2 separate regions of the Triticum aestivum genome follow, and region 2 is linked to region 1. The links are chromatin contacts, called in public Hi-C maps. All regions are on one chromosome and are shown on one strand. The core of a region is the stretch at or near the end of the contact, and the rest is flanking DNA. Distances in the headings are between cores, read along the strand shown.

Region 1 (6,380 bases), core at 2,338-4,837:
CACGTGCATCATGTGAAATGAGGTGACGCCCTTCGCGATGAAGAAGTCCACCCTCTCCAGAAGCTTCGTCACCTTCACCTCCTCCCCCCAGCTGGTGTTCTTGGGGTTCCAACAGTGGAGCCTTTCTAGTGGGGTGGCCGAAAAATGTGGTTGTGACCCCTTCTCTGCTGCCCAATGGCACGTTGACCATGTAGAACCACTCCTCCTGCCAATGCTTCACGGTTTTGATAAATTTTCCTGGCAACCACTTGGTGCCTAGAATCTTAGTTATCATGGTTGTCCCACACTACGTCGGCTTGTTGCCATTCGTCTGCATCTTGACATGGAAAAACTTGAGCCAGAGTCCAAAGTGGGACTCAAAGCAGAGGAACACCTCACAAAAAGTGACATAGCAGATGATGTGGAGAATGAAGTTGGGGGTGAGGTTGTGGAACTGAAGAACATAAAAGTAAAGAATACCTCGAAGGAAGGGATGGATAGGAAAATCCAAAACCTCAGAGGAGATGGGATGTAAAAATGATGCGCTTGCCGATGCGAGGCTCGGGGACTGACGTAGGAGAGACCTGCCGGTCCTTTGACGAGCGGAGAGCGGGCCCGGGCGACCTCAGGCACCGGGATGTACCCAGCGTGTCCTAGAGCGCGACAATGTCCTCCTTGGTGATGAGGGAGGATCACCATAGCCCCTTGTGCTTGCGGCTTCTGTCTTTCTCTGACTACTTTCTGGCTCCTCATGGTGGCCTTTGGGCCGCCCTTCGAAGGCTTCGCCGCCATGGTGTGACCACCTTCAGCGACCATCTACTGAAAGGAGCAAAGGTAAGAGGAAACGAGAAGCTTTTTCGAGGCTCTAGTTGGGCACTGGAGCTCGAGGATGACGAAGGCGAGAGCAAGATTGGAAGTGTAAAGCTAAGTTTCTCGCACCTTTGGCCTTTTCTGAGCAAGTAAGAATGCAGATTAGTCGCGTGGTAGTAATTTCACGAGTTCCCCATACGATGTGCGTTAAGCGCGTGTGGGAATCAAGGGGTTTGTTAATGATGTCGCTACATATCCGGGGCATGATCTCTTTATTGATGGGACACACCAAATGGCAGTGGCCTCGAGCCACGCTAGCATGTTTATGATGACATCTGAAATGACTGCACGACTCTGCAAAGCGTGATGATGGTTCATGTCGGTCAAAGCTACCATGGCAGGACTGAATCGTCATCCTTATCTGGGCACGGTAAGGCTTCACTATCAAGGCAGTTATGCGCAAGGGAAGTCCTTGGAGCCTGAGGAACTCCTCGGAAACGGTAAAGTTCATGTAAAAGGGTTTTTGGAAATTGTGAAGGACTCCTCGGATGCCCACAAATATACCTCCTCGGTGAAAATTTATCACTTCGGAAAAAGGCATGGACAACTTATAGAACCAACTTGCAAGATCGATAACCGAAAATGGAGAAGAACTCAGAAGGACCGTTGAGCGTCCTCCACTAGAAGACCAGTTTAGGGACTACTTATGGTGTCCTGGACTAGGGGGTGCTTTCCATGCTGGTTCCCGACCAGGTGGGTCAGGCCGAGGACCCCCAAGATTATCAACTAGCGGGCCCCGATCATCGGGCCAAGCAAAGCCAAGATGGAATGTTCCGAAGACTTGGCGCATACTCCAAGACTTAGATGTTGTCTTCGTTGTGATTACCCCTAGATGTAACCGACCTATGTGTAAACCCTAGGTACTCCTGGTGTCTATATAAGCCAAGGGGTGGGGGTCGTAGACGACAATTCTCATACACAAACAATCTCATGGTAGATCAGCGTGTAACTTGTACTCCCTCCAAACCAATACAATCAAAGCATGATGTAGGGTATTGTCTCTTCGAGAGAGCCCGAACATGGGTCAATTATGTGTCTATGTTAGCATCATACGAAGGCTACCAGCTCGGGACTCCCTACCGAAGGTGTGCTAGATTTGACTCCCACAGTTGTGGAGAAAGCCCCAACCTTGTTTGTAAAGGTTCCGGTTGCCACCTTCAAGGGCGCTGCTAGTAGATTTGCGGCGCCTTGCATTGTGCGAGGGCATAAAGAGAATAGGGTGACTCTGTGGGACGCTTGGGAGCATTGTGCCTCCACACCCCTCCAATGAACGTACCTCCCCCAAAGGCGGAAACTTTGGAAACACATCGTCTTCTTCGTCTCCACTTGTAGTTATCTCATTCCTTTACTTGTTGCTAGCTTCTGCCTTGTCTTTAACTCATGTTAGCTTGTGTTGCTCGTTCCGCTTATCATATAGATTGTCCACTTAGTTGAATATCTAGACGACCTATCATTTTGTTGAGCCTAAAATTTGCAAAAGAGATTAAAATTGTTAGTCGCCTATTCAACCCCCACCCCTTCTAGTCAACCATATTGATCCTTTCACAAGGCACGTCGTCTATTGGCCAAGTACTCGACAGAAAAAGGAGCAATAGTAAAAGACTTCAGAATGACCGAGGAAGCAAACACTTAGGCCGTTATGACACAGATTAAAGTAAAGGCCTTAACATCCCCCAAGGTCGGTGAAGCTAGACGTAAAAATTTTAGAACGATCAAATCAAACAAAGAAAAAACATCTTTATTCAACACATTTATAATGCCTAACCGAGCTAAACAAATTCTTAAAAAAAATTAAGCATGAAAGTTACTTAGATGCTTTATGCTCTCGTTGTTAATGACGTTGTCCGGCCTTGAGACAGCTCGAGATCCCAGCCCCCAAGTTGGTCTCGATGTGGCGGAGTGAGGAGGTCGACTCGACGAAGTGGCGGCATAGCACGGTTGACGCTGCGAGTCGAAGCCTACGGTCCAGCTGACATGATGAAGCAGGTCGCCGGGGTGAAGTTGGAGCCCCCAAAGTAGGTCGATGAAGTGACGACACAACACGATTGACGTTGCGAATTGAAGCCTCCGGTCTAGCTGACATGACGAAGCGGGTCGGCGGGGTGACGTTGGAGCCCCTAGAGTAGGTTGATGAAGTGACGACACAACACAGTTGATGCTGCGAGTCGAAACCTTTGGTCCAGCTGACATGACGAAGCAGGTCAGCGGGGCGACGTTGGAGCCCCCAGAGTAGGTCGATGAAGTGATGACGCCGAAGCCCTTAACTCCTTGAGCCAGCCGAGGTGGCGGGGGCAAATCGATGAGGTGACGCTAGAGCCCTCACGTCAGCCGACGTGACGGAGCAGGCTGGGATGGTGGACGTCGGCATGATATGAAGTGATGACGCAGCGATGCCGACACAGGTCGGAATTCGTGACGGAATCGATGTTGGCTTGCTGAAGTGATGGTTGACCTGTGCAATCCATGGGGCGGCTATGTGGTCCCCCCCCCCCCCCCCCCATGCCCCCAACGCTCCGAGGACGGCACAACCCGCTCATCTCTGCCACGTGACGTGGCACCATGATATTGGTCCCGGTGTAGCTGCGAGGTTCTTGTCAGAAATCAACCGTCCAGGAGACGTTTGTTTCCAGATTAAAAATCGACGTCAGATTTTTATCGATTCCGTTAAAGCATTTTGAATTTTATTTATAGGCCCAGTTTTCTTACAGCTATTTCTAGACCCGGTTCATAGCACCACTTTCACAGATGGTTCTAGACCTCGGAACGAGCAGCTAACGGACGGTCCAGATACGCCCTCCTTCAGCGGGGGTCCACACGGACACTGGCACGCGCAAGTTGCCCGCGATTGATTGACGCCAACGTCAGCCTCCGCCTCCACCTCCCACCTCCACGTCTATTAAACGCAGCCGCCTCCTGCTTCTCGCCTTCCCCACCAAATTTCCGCCGAAGCAGAAAAAGCATCGTCTCGTCGAGGAATCAACAGCCATGGGCGGCGGCAACGCGCAGAAGTCCAAGATGGCGAGGGAGAGGAACCTCGAGAAGCTGAAGGGCGGCAAGGGTAACGGAGCTAATTCCCCCTTCTCTTGGTCGTCAGATCTTGTTGGTCTTCCTGATCTGATCCTGTCGGTGTTTTTTCTTCTGATCCTTCGCAGGGAGCCAGCTCGAGGCCAACAAGAAGGCCATGAACATCCAGGTGCGCCGATTAATCCCGCCTATCCAATCGATCGAATCGATCTAACCCTCTCTAGCGATTGGGGATTTTTTTTCCGCTGACGAGACTGTTATCTGTTGAATTTGTTGAAATTACGCCTTTGACTGGGACGGGATGCGTGCCCCGTCAGTTGCAACGAAGATTGGTAGCCTATTTCTCGATAGGACTCTGGGTGGATGGTTTTTTCTTTTTTGTGCGGCGATTATCGGTAGGATTTGGAGCTTATTTCTCAATTGCGCCAAGAGAAACGAAGGGAATCATGTACTTTTGACTGCCAGGACTATAGCTAGCGTATCAACATACTAGTATGCTAGATTACAAGTTAATTGTACCAAAATTGCTCCTTCGGGCATAGATCTGGGGGTATTCTCATCGCATATCGTGCGAATTACAAGTTACTACTAGTTGTTTGTCTGCCTGAGTTCTGCCAAGCAAAGTTGCAACCTTCACAGTGTGTGCGCTGTTTGATGAGTAAGAGACACTTGGTAGTTCAAAGAGATATAATCTGACAGCTTTAAGAGTGTGGCATGTCCGAACCAGCTTTGGACTGCTACCAAGCAAGGCTATGCTTGTGTCTGAAACTAGTTCTGGATGGTACCAGTTAATCATTAGGATCCACGGGGAGGGGTAGCTGGAAGACTCTTGTTAAGTTAGTGTATAATCCCAGTGGATGCGCCCGTTGTTTGCTTACCAACTTGATGGACTGAGCTTGAGATGCCAAATAGCTACATTTCCTTACTGTCGACACAGGTGAAAAATTCTAGTCTCTTGGAGCCCAACTGCTCAGACCTTGAATTAGTAACAAAGTGATGTGGCTCTTGATATAATGTAAAACTGTCCATTGCAGTGTATAATTAGTCTTGACAAAACAATCTTGGCAGTCATGTTGCCTACGAGTTCATCAAATTTCTTGTCTGCCAATGGATGTGCACCATATTGGATAGCTGAAATGGTTCTGTGGCTTTGTCTTGCACATCATACCGGTCTAGTGAATACGTTATAAGTTTAGAGATCTTAGAAACATTATTTGCTAAATTGCCTGATCATCTGATCAATGCTTCCTTCCCAATGCAGTGCAAGATATGCATGCAGACTTTCATCTGCACCACCTCTGAAGCAAAGTGCAAGGAGCATGCTGAGGCGAAGCATCCGAAGAGCGACCTCGTCCAGTGCTTCCCCCACCTCAAGCAGTGATATCTGCCCAATCAGATGGAGAGAGAGATAAAAGAGAGAGAGAAGCTGTCATAATCCACCTAGTATTATCATGTTCCGCAATGACTGATTGTTGACCTAAGCTTGGGTCTGAACTCTGGTGTGCTGCTGTCCCAGCTGCTTTGGTTGTGTGCCCATCTACTATGTAATCGTCCTCTATCAGCCTGTTGTGCTACAATATCTTAGTCCTGTGTGGATTTGCTCCTCGTGCTTAGTCAGTATGCTGTCACAAAATTTATCTTTTTGATAATGTTTCTCGCTTCCAATGGCACCGATGCTAGCTTGGTCAGAGCACGGTTTACAGCCAAGCAGCATCAAACATGAGCAGTCTTTTTTTTTTCGAAAGCAAACACAGATTTCTATTATGATTACTCGCTGGCCATATCACCAGCAACAGCGTCTAGTCAGGTTGCGGAAAGTGGCTAAGCCGAGTCTCATAGCAGCCACTCTCCATATAGACTCCACTTGCAGCTAACACATATGTGCTCCCCCGCAAAAAAATAAAAAATATGTGCTGCTTTATTGCAACCACGGCTACAATGATTCACACTTACAACATTCAGACCTACATACATCTTAAACTTCACATCTGTAAACAAAGTGCCTAAAGCTGAAAGATCGTAGTTGTTACTTGTTATTGCTTCCTTCAGCGTTGTGGAATCTGTTTCAAATATCACTTGTTGGCAGCCCAAATGAGTGGCAGTAATAGTTGCTTGCTGAATGGCCAAAGCTTCAGCATGTAATGGACTGGAGACATGATTCAGATTTCCAGCACCTGCCGCCAGGAGCGTTCCTTGGTCATTCCTGATGGTGAAACCCAACCTTCTGAGTGTGTTTCTCCAGTAAAGGATCCATCTGTGTTTATCTTGAGAATTCCCTTCGGAGGTGGCTTCCACTTATGTTTTGCTTGCTTCCTCATCTCTTCCTTCTTTGTCTTGTCCTTCATGCAAGTCAATTGAAGATGATACTTCCTGTATACATCTTGTGGGTTCATCCTTATTAGCGTTGTTTCTTTCATGCCACCATAACCATTAAAGTAAGCAAACTTTCAAGCATTCGGTTTCTTTAAAGTGAAAATGTTTTCGAATACTTCCTTTGGGTCATATGA
Region 2 (6,380 bases), core at 1,081-3,580, 320 kb after region 1:
AGGCTCAGTATTGCTTTTGATGAGACTATTCTTGATTGAAACTTATTGCCTTTGACTTCACACATGACAATCATTCCTAATTTATTTCTTCTTTAGAGAACAAACATACTAACATAGCAATCTATTATGAAATTCCATACAACAAGATAGACAATACATGGTGTTAAACGAATCAAAAGGACATTGGAGGATTTTAGCAACACCTAAATGCGTGACAACAATAAGCAATCGACCCAAAAGGATTTGGATTGAAATTGGTACATCAGAGGTTGGCGACTAGTCTCATGGATTGAATGGGTGCAGATGCGCGTGCTACCACCGGTTGTCGCGAGCTGACGCTGTACCTTACCCCGCGCACCGCTGCGAGCTTCGACACCCGCCGCACCGCCACAACCCACTAGCCCCCACCGCATCACGTGCCACCACAACTCGCCATGCTAATGCCGTGCGTCGTATACTACTGCCCCTGTTTCCATTGCCGCCCTCATCTACGCCACCGTTCGCACCTCGCGTAGATCCCGTCGCACCAAACCACTACATGACGATTCAGTGCCGGATATGGAGGCGGAGGGGAATAGCAGCCCACGGGCCAATCTCCGACACCTGGCACGCCACCACAACCATCGTCCGCCGCTAGCCCTCACCATACCGCATGGGCCGCCGCCACTCCTCGCACTTATGCTGTGCACCAAATGTTGTGCCCCTCTTCCCATCGCCGCCCTCAGCGGCGTCGGAGATGGAGGCGGAAGTGAAGAGCAGCCCGCGTTCGTGCGGGGCGAGAAATGGCCGGTGCGTTAGAATCGACGCGAGAAATGGATAAGCGTCTCGGGCATTGGGTGGCTACTCTCGTCTCTCTCCCCAGTGGAGACAGAAATGAAGATGCTTGTTGAGCGACTTTCCAGTCAGATGGCATGGCAACAACCCTGCATTGTGATTCGTGCTTGTAGATCAGACGTGAGGCACAAGGTTTGCTTGAAATTGACACAAATCTGACGTCTGATTTATATTTTTTTTAAATGTATATGGTAGACATGGACCAGTAATCACTCGCGATTGGAATTGCATGAGGTGAGCTCGATAGCCTCGCGAGGCGAACCCTACCCTCCCGCGCCGCCACCCGCGAGGCAGCCGGGGAGGGCATCCAGATCCTCCCGCCGCGAGCCTCCCGTCTTCCTCCCTCGCCGCCGCCAGGGGACGCGGCCGGGCGAAGCCCGACCGGCGCCGGCGACGGTGGGGCTCGATCTCCCTCCAGCGCGATGGGGCGGTGCCGGCCTCCCGGTCGGTGCAGGCGTGTGCTTGCGCAGGGGCGCCGCGGCGTGGCGGTGTGCGGCTCCTGGCGGGCGTGGCGCTGCGTGGACGGCCGCGGGCGATGGCGTGCGCCTCGCGTGGCCGGATTTGGCTGCCAGGCGGCACGGGCCGCGGGGCTACATGGGCGGCGGATGGGGCCGGCTTCGGGCTTCCGGCGGCTGCGGTAGGGTCTTCCACATCACGGCGCGGCGGCGGTCTCTCTTGGCAACGACGGTTCCGGTGACGGCGCAATCCCTCGGGCGGGGCAAATCAGGGAGGTGAGGAGCTAGCGGTGGCGCGGTTACTTGCTGCGGCTAGCGCGATTGCCGCAGCGGGCGTCCTCCCGGCCCAGATCTGGGCCCTTTGGACGCCCTATCTAGGTTCTGGGCGGGCCTGGCTCGGCTCCACCCGCGACGGCTCCGACGGACAGAGGTGCGGCTCATGCGGGGGGTGCGGAGACGGCGGCCGCGCCCACTCCAGTGGGCGACGGGAAGCTTCACGAGCCATTTCAAGCTCGGCCGAGGACCCATGTGGTTCTGGTTTGCTCGTCTTGCTAGCGTCCGGTCAGTGACCGGCCGGGATCGGCGGTGGAGGTTGTCCCCTCCCGCTGGCTGCTGACGTTGCTGCCCCTCCGTTCGCCGGCTGGCTCCCTCTCGGACCCATCGTCCTCGCTTCGGACTCCATGGTGAGGCGGCGGGTGGTGATTCCAAGACCGTGGTAGCGCATGGTGGTGGGCGGCAAGTGTGGTGGAGCGCGATGGATCGGTCGGGGTGGTGGGTGTGTGGCGACGCCGGTGGGCGCCATCGTTCCTTCCTGAAGGGCGCCGGGTATCCACCTCACCCATGCCTCTCCGTGTACCGAGGAAAACCATAGGACCAGTCCGAACCAGTTGATGGGTCGTCCATCGTCCCTTTTTCCTGAAGGTGTTGCTTGGTATGCTAAAATAAAAAAATCCGAAGCAAAGCAAAATTCAGCGGTAACAACCCTAACAGAAAATCCGAAAAAGAGAGGGGCCCACGCGCTAAAGTCGCGCAGAACTCAGAGCAAGTGAGGTGGCCCCCCTCAATTCTCAAATCCTCGCCTCCACCTCTCATCCGCTGGTTCCCCCACCCTGACCTCCTCCGGCGACCGATCGCCGCCGCCATGGGCTCCGACCGCGGGGAGCTCGCGCGCCTCTGCAGCGGCCGCAACTGGTCCAAGGCCATACGCCTCCTCGACTCCATCGTCGCCCGCTCCCCCTCCTCCATCCACGACCTCTGGTACACTACTGCTTCCTCACCTCCCCGATCCGCCCCCACGGGGTCTCTGATCTAGCAGTCTAGGGTTACGGGTTATGACTCGGCGATCCCGAATTTGTCTTTCTCCCCCCTCGCAGCAACCGGGCCTTCTGCTACTTCCAGCTCGAGCTCCACAAGCACGTCGTCAAGGACTGTGACCGCGCGCTGCAGCTCGACCCCGCGCTTCTCCAGGCCTATGTCCTCAAAGGTAGGGACTCTCGCTGCCCCCTATGCATCCTCTCGTTCCTCCCCGTACAGTCGTGGATTTGCCTTGCCTGATCTATGCTTGGGGATCAACTGCCACTGTTAGATGTATTTTGGGTGTCGATAGCCCATCAGATTTTGTTAGTGCAACCTGAATGCCTAGGACTCACTGTTTCCTATGTAATTTCATGATGCCCCATGAACCGAAGAGTGTAGTAGCTTTATGAGCGTGTATCCATCCCATGTCTCTGTTATGCTGTAAGTTGAAGCTTCTAGTTACGATCTCAGAAAATAAACTGTTGCTCATAGGAAAAGGACCTAAGTGTATTCCGACACTTGTCAAACAACGGTAGAGGCGTGGATGCCATTAATGCACAGCTGATTCAAGTATGGTGTAATTACAAAATTTATGTGATGTGAGCCTTGTGTTACATATGCTACTTTCTCTTTCTGCAATTTACTTTCCTTTTCATCCCCGCGCCTTCCCTCTTTGTACCTCTTCCCTGCCACCGTCGAAGCCTCCGAGTCGGAGGTACACCAATGATCAAAAGAACACCTGAATGAAAAAGTTCTTTCTTTTCCAGTGAAGCTTCCGTAGATATCATCTCTATTTCTTTTACATATGGATACCGTTGTTTTGAAGCAAATTTCACCATTAGCTTTTACATTATTATCATTTTTAATCAGGCAAGGCACTGTGCGCATTGGGGAAAAATGAGGAAGCTTTGGTTGCTTGGGAGCAAGGACATGAGATTGCTGTCCGTGACACAATTGACCTGAAACAGTTGCTGGAATTGGAAGAATTAGTTTCTTCTGTTAAAATTTATGAGACGGTTGAGTGTGAAGACGTTGTGGATGCATCACCATGTGATACCAAAGTTGTTATCTCAGAAGATCGTTTTATCAACACGTCATTCACTGCAGCTACAACTGATACAAAAACTGTTGTGTGTGAAGAGAACTCTGCAAATTCCAAATCTTCATCAAATAGTGATGCACTGTTACCTAACAACGATAAAGACCATAAAGATTCTGTCAGTTCAGCAAAAGACACCACAGTGCCACATCAAACTCCCAAGAAACAGCCAAAGACAGATAAGAAAAACAAAGCAAAAGTTAAAAAAGAAACAAATGGCCAGGCTGAAGATGTGGAGGAGAGAAGAAGTTCCGATGAAACCATAACACTAGATCAAGCACTGTTTGCTACAAAAGTTTCAAAATCATCCAAATCAATAAGTTTGGATTTTCGACTTTCGCGAGGCATTGCACAGGTATTTTAGATGGACTTGCGTTATTCATATCTTGACCATTATCACTGAGCTACATCTTTTCAGGTAAACGAAGGAAGGTACGACCAAGCAATATCCATTTTTGATCAGGTGTTGTTTTGGTCTATTATCAGTTTTTCTCGCTTATTCTCTCTAATCAGAAAAGGAACCTGACAATCTGCACTTACATTTGCAGATACTGCGGGAAACTCCAACTTATCCAGAGGCACTAATTGGGAGAGGTACAGCATATGCATTTCAAAGAGAACTGGACTCTGCTATTTCTGACTTCACCAAGGTAGAACTTTTAAATTCAGATCTTCCCCTTTACTTTCGTGTGAAATGACCTTACGATCTTACTCTAATGGCAGGCTATACAATCAAATCCATCAGCTGGGGAGGCGTGGAAGCGGCGGGGACAAGCTCGCGCTGCTTTAGGAGAGTTTGTCGAGGCAAGCTTGCTATATTTGTGTAAACTTCAAAACTAATATGGGTCAAGTCGATAAAGACAGATTATATTTCAGAAAACTCTGATATTGTATGGTAGTAGTCGCATTGTAAGAGCAATACGTTAACAAACATGAAGCTATATTCTATTTTATATTGTTATTCCTTTTCTTTTCAGGCTATTGACGACTTGACTAAAGCATTGGAATTTGAACCAAATTCTCCTGATATTTTACATGAAAGGGGTACCTACAGCCAAATCTCATCTTGCCTAATGTCATTTCTCATATATCTTTTGATGAAAACGAAAGGCCAGGAGGACTCCATGATCAATTCGTGCTGCCTTGCATTTTAGTAGTAAAGTGTTATAGGTAGGTTGTTAGAGCACACTCTTGTATTCTGATACCACATACTGGCTCATGGTAGGAATTGTGAACTTCAAATTCAAGGACTACAATTCCGCAGTCGAAGATCTCTCAACATGTGTGAAGCGTGACAAGAAAAACAGTTCTGCACACACTTACTTGGTAAGTAAATGTTTTTACCCCTTGTCCACAAACTCCATCCTTCCAAGAATCAAACGGAAATCTTTTCCTTTGCATCAAATTGGCACTTTCTTTGGTGTAAAAAGATGTACTTTCACTATTGGATCCTACTTTGGGTTTAATTTTAGAGTCAACGGTGTTCCTTCTGTACAAACCCTTTCCTTTGTACCTTCGCAATTTGAATTTCATTCCAAGCTAAATTCCATGTTTGAATTGCCTTAGGGTTTGAGTAAACAATATTTGATAAGTCCTTGAGGAATTGTTTTCCTCATGAACACATAGTAATGCAACAATATTTGAATTTTAGTCAGTTCTGAGACGATAACCAATCTTGCTTGCTTCTGCACTCTTAAGTGGCATGCAAGAGAATGCAAAATTTCAGATATTTGAATGAATGAGCCATTAGGTATTTGCTTCTATGAAGATTCTTTTGCTTTGCTGCTACTTTTGGAGTAACAATCTTTGTATTACCGTAGGGTCTTACTCTTTCAGCAGTTGGAGAGTACAAACGTGCTGAAGACGAGCATCTCCTTGGCATAAAATACGATGGGAGTTTTCTGGACAGCTGGGCTCACCTTTCTCAGGTTTATTCCATGATCCTAGAGATCTGTGTGCAATTTCCATGCCTTCTACTCCCTCCGTTTCTAAATTTAAGTCTTTTTAGAGATTCCAATATGGACTAGATACGGATGTATATAGACATACTTTAGAGTGTAGATTCACTCATTTTGCTCCGTATGTAGTCCATATTGGGATCTCTAGGAACGGAGGGAGTATATTTCATTTTGTAGGGGTTATAGCTATACTGTTTAAGATCGCTAGTACTTCCTCCGTAAAGAAATATAAGACCTTTTAGATCACTACTTACAGAGGGAATAGTTTGTAATTTCGTTACTGCATGTGGTAAATTCAGCTGTCGACGTAACCCTACTTATGTTAAAACTACTTGCACACGATAATTCAACTTACATGTTAGATTACTTGGTTTGCATTATTCTGAAAAGTTGCCAAATTACTGATCTAAGATTGGTCTTCTCTGTAACTTAGCAACTACATGAAATAATTCATCATGCTATAGGTAAGTGTTGTAGAAGAGTCTGGCAGTTGTCCTAGGTAAAATCCAGTAAACAGTAGTGTTACTCAAGAATCTAGTCTAAGCACGACTCTTGTTTTAGAAGAGGGGTCACATATACAGTCTTCAGGTACCTTAAATGGGCTTTATCATAGCTATTTAACTTTCTGTAACAAAGCTTATGTTTGTGTTCTGTATTATACCAGAAGCACATTTGTTCTTTGGTAAGGAGCTGATTAATTGCCACTCTGTGGTGTCTTCTGTTGTAGCTTTATCTTGA

The links. A called contact is a pair of places that touch in the nucleus more often than the background predicts.
Region 2: a contact with region 1 is called in a Hi-C map of leaf, with 2.7 times the contacts expected there. The contact joins the promoter of LOC123052931 here to the promoter of LOC123052930 in region 1. A contact is called at or near these places in 2 of 5 Hi-C or Micro-C datasets (both in leaf).

Annotation. Positions count from the first base shown.
Region 1 is chr2D:319,804,261-319,810,640 of IWGSC CS RefSeq v2.1, forward strand. It overlaps LOC123052930, which reads left to right and starts at 3,588. Exons shown (of 3, transcript XM_044476297.1): 1 at 3,588-3,907; 2 at 4,002-4,042; 3 at 5,135-5,490. The coding sequence starts at 3,835. The coding sequence ends at 5,254.
Region 2 is chr2D:320,123,902-320,130,281 of IWGSC CS RefSeq v2.1, forward strand. LOC123052931 (suppressor of RPS4-RLD 1) reads left to right here and starts at 2,331. Exons shown (of 23, transcript XM_044476298.1): 1 at 2,331-2,546; 2 at 2,663-2,772; 3 at 3,456-4,039; 4 at 4,103-4,147; 5 at 4,233-4,334; 6 at 4,408-4,488; 7 at 4,662-4,728; 8 at 4,910-5,010; 9 at 5,505-5,612; 10 at 6,370-6,380. The coding sequence starts at 2,431.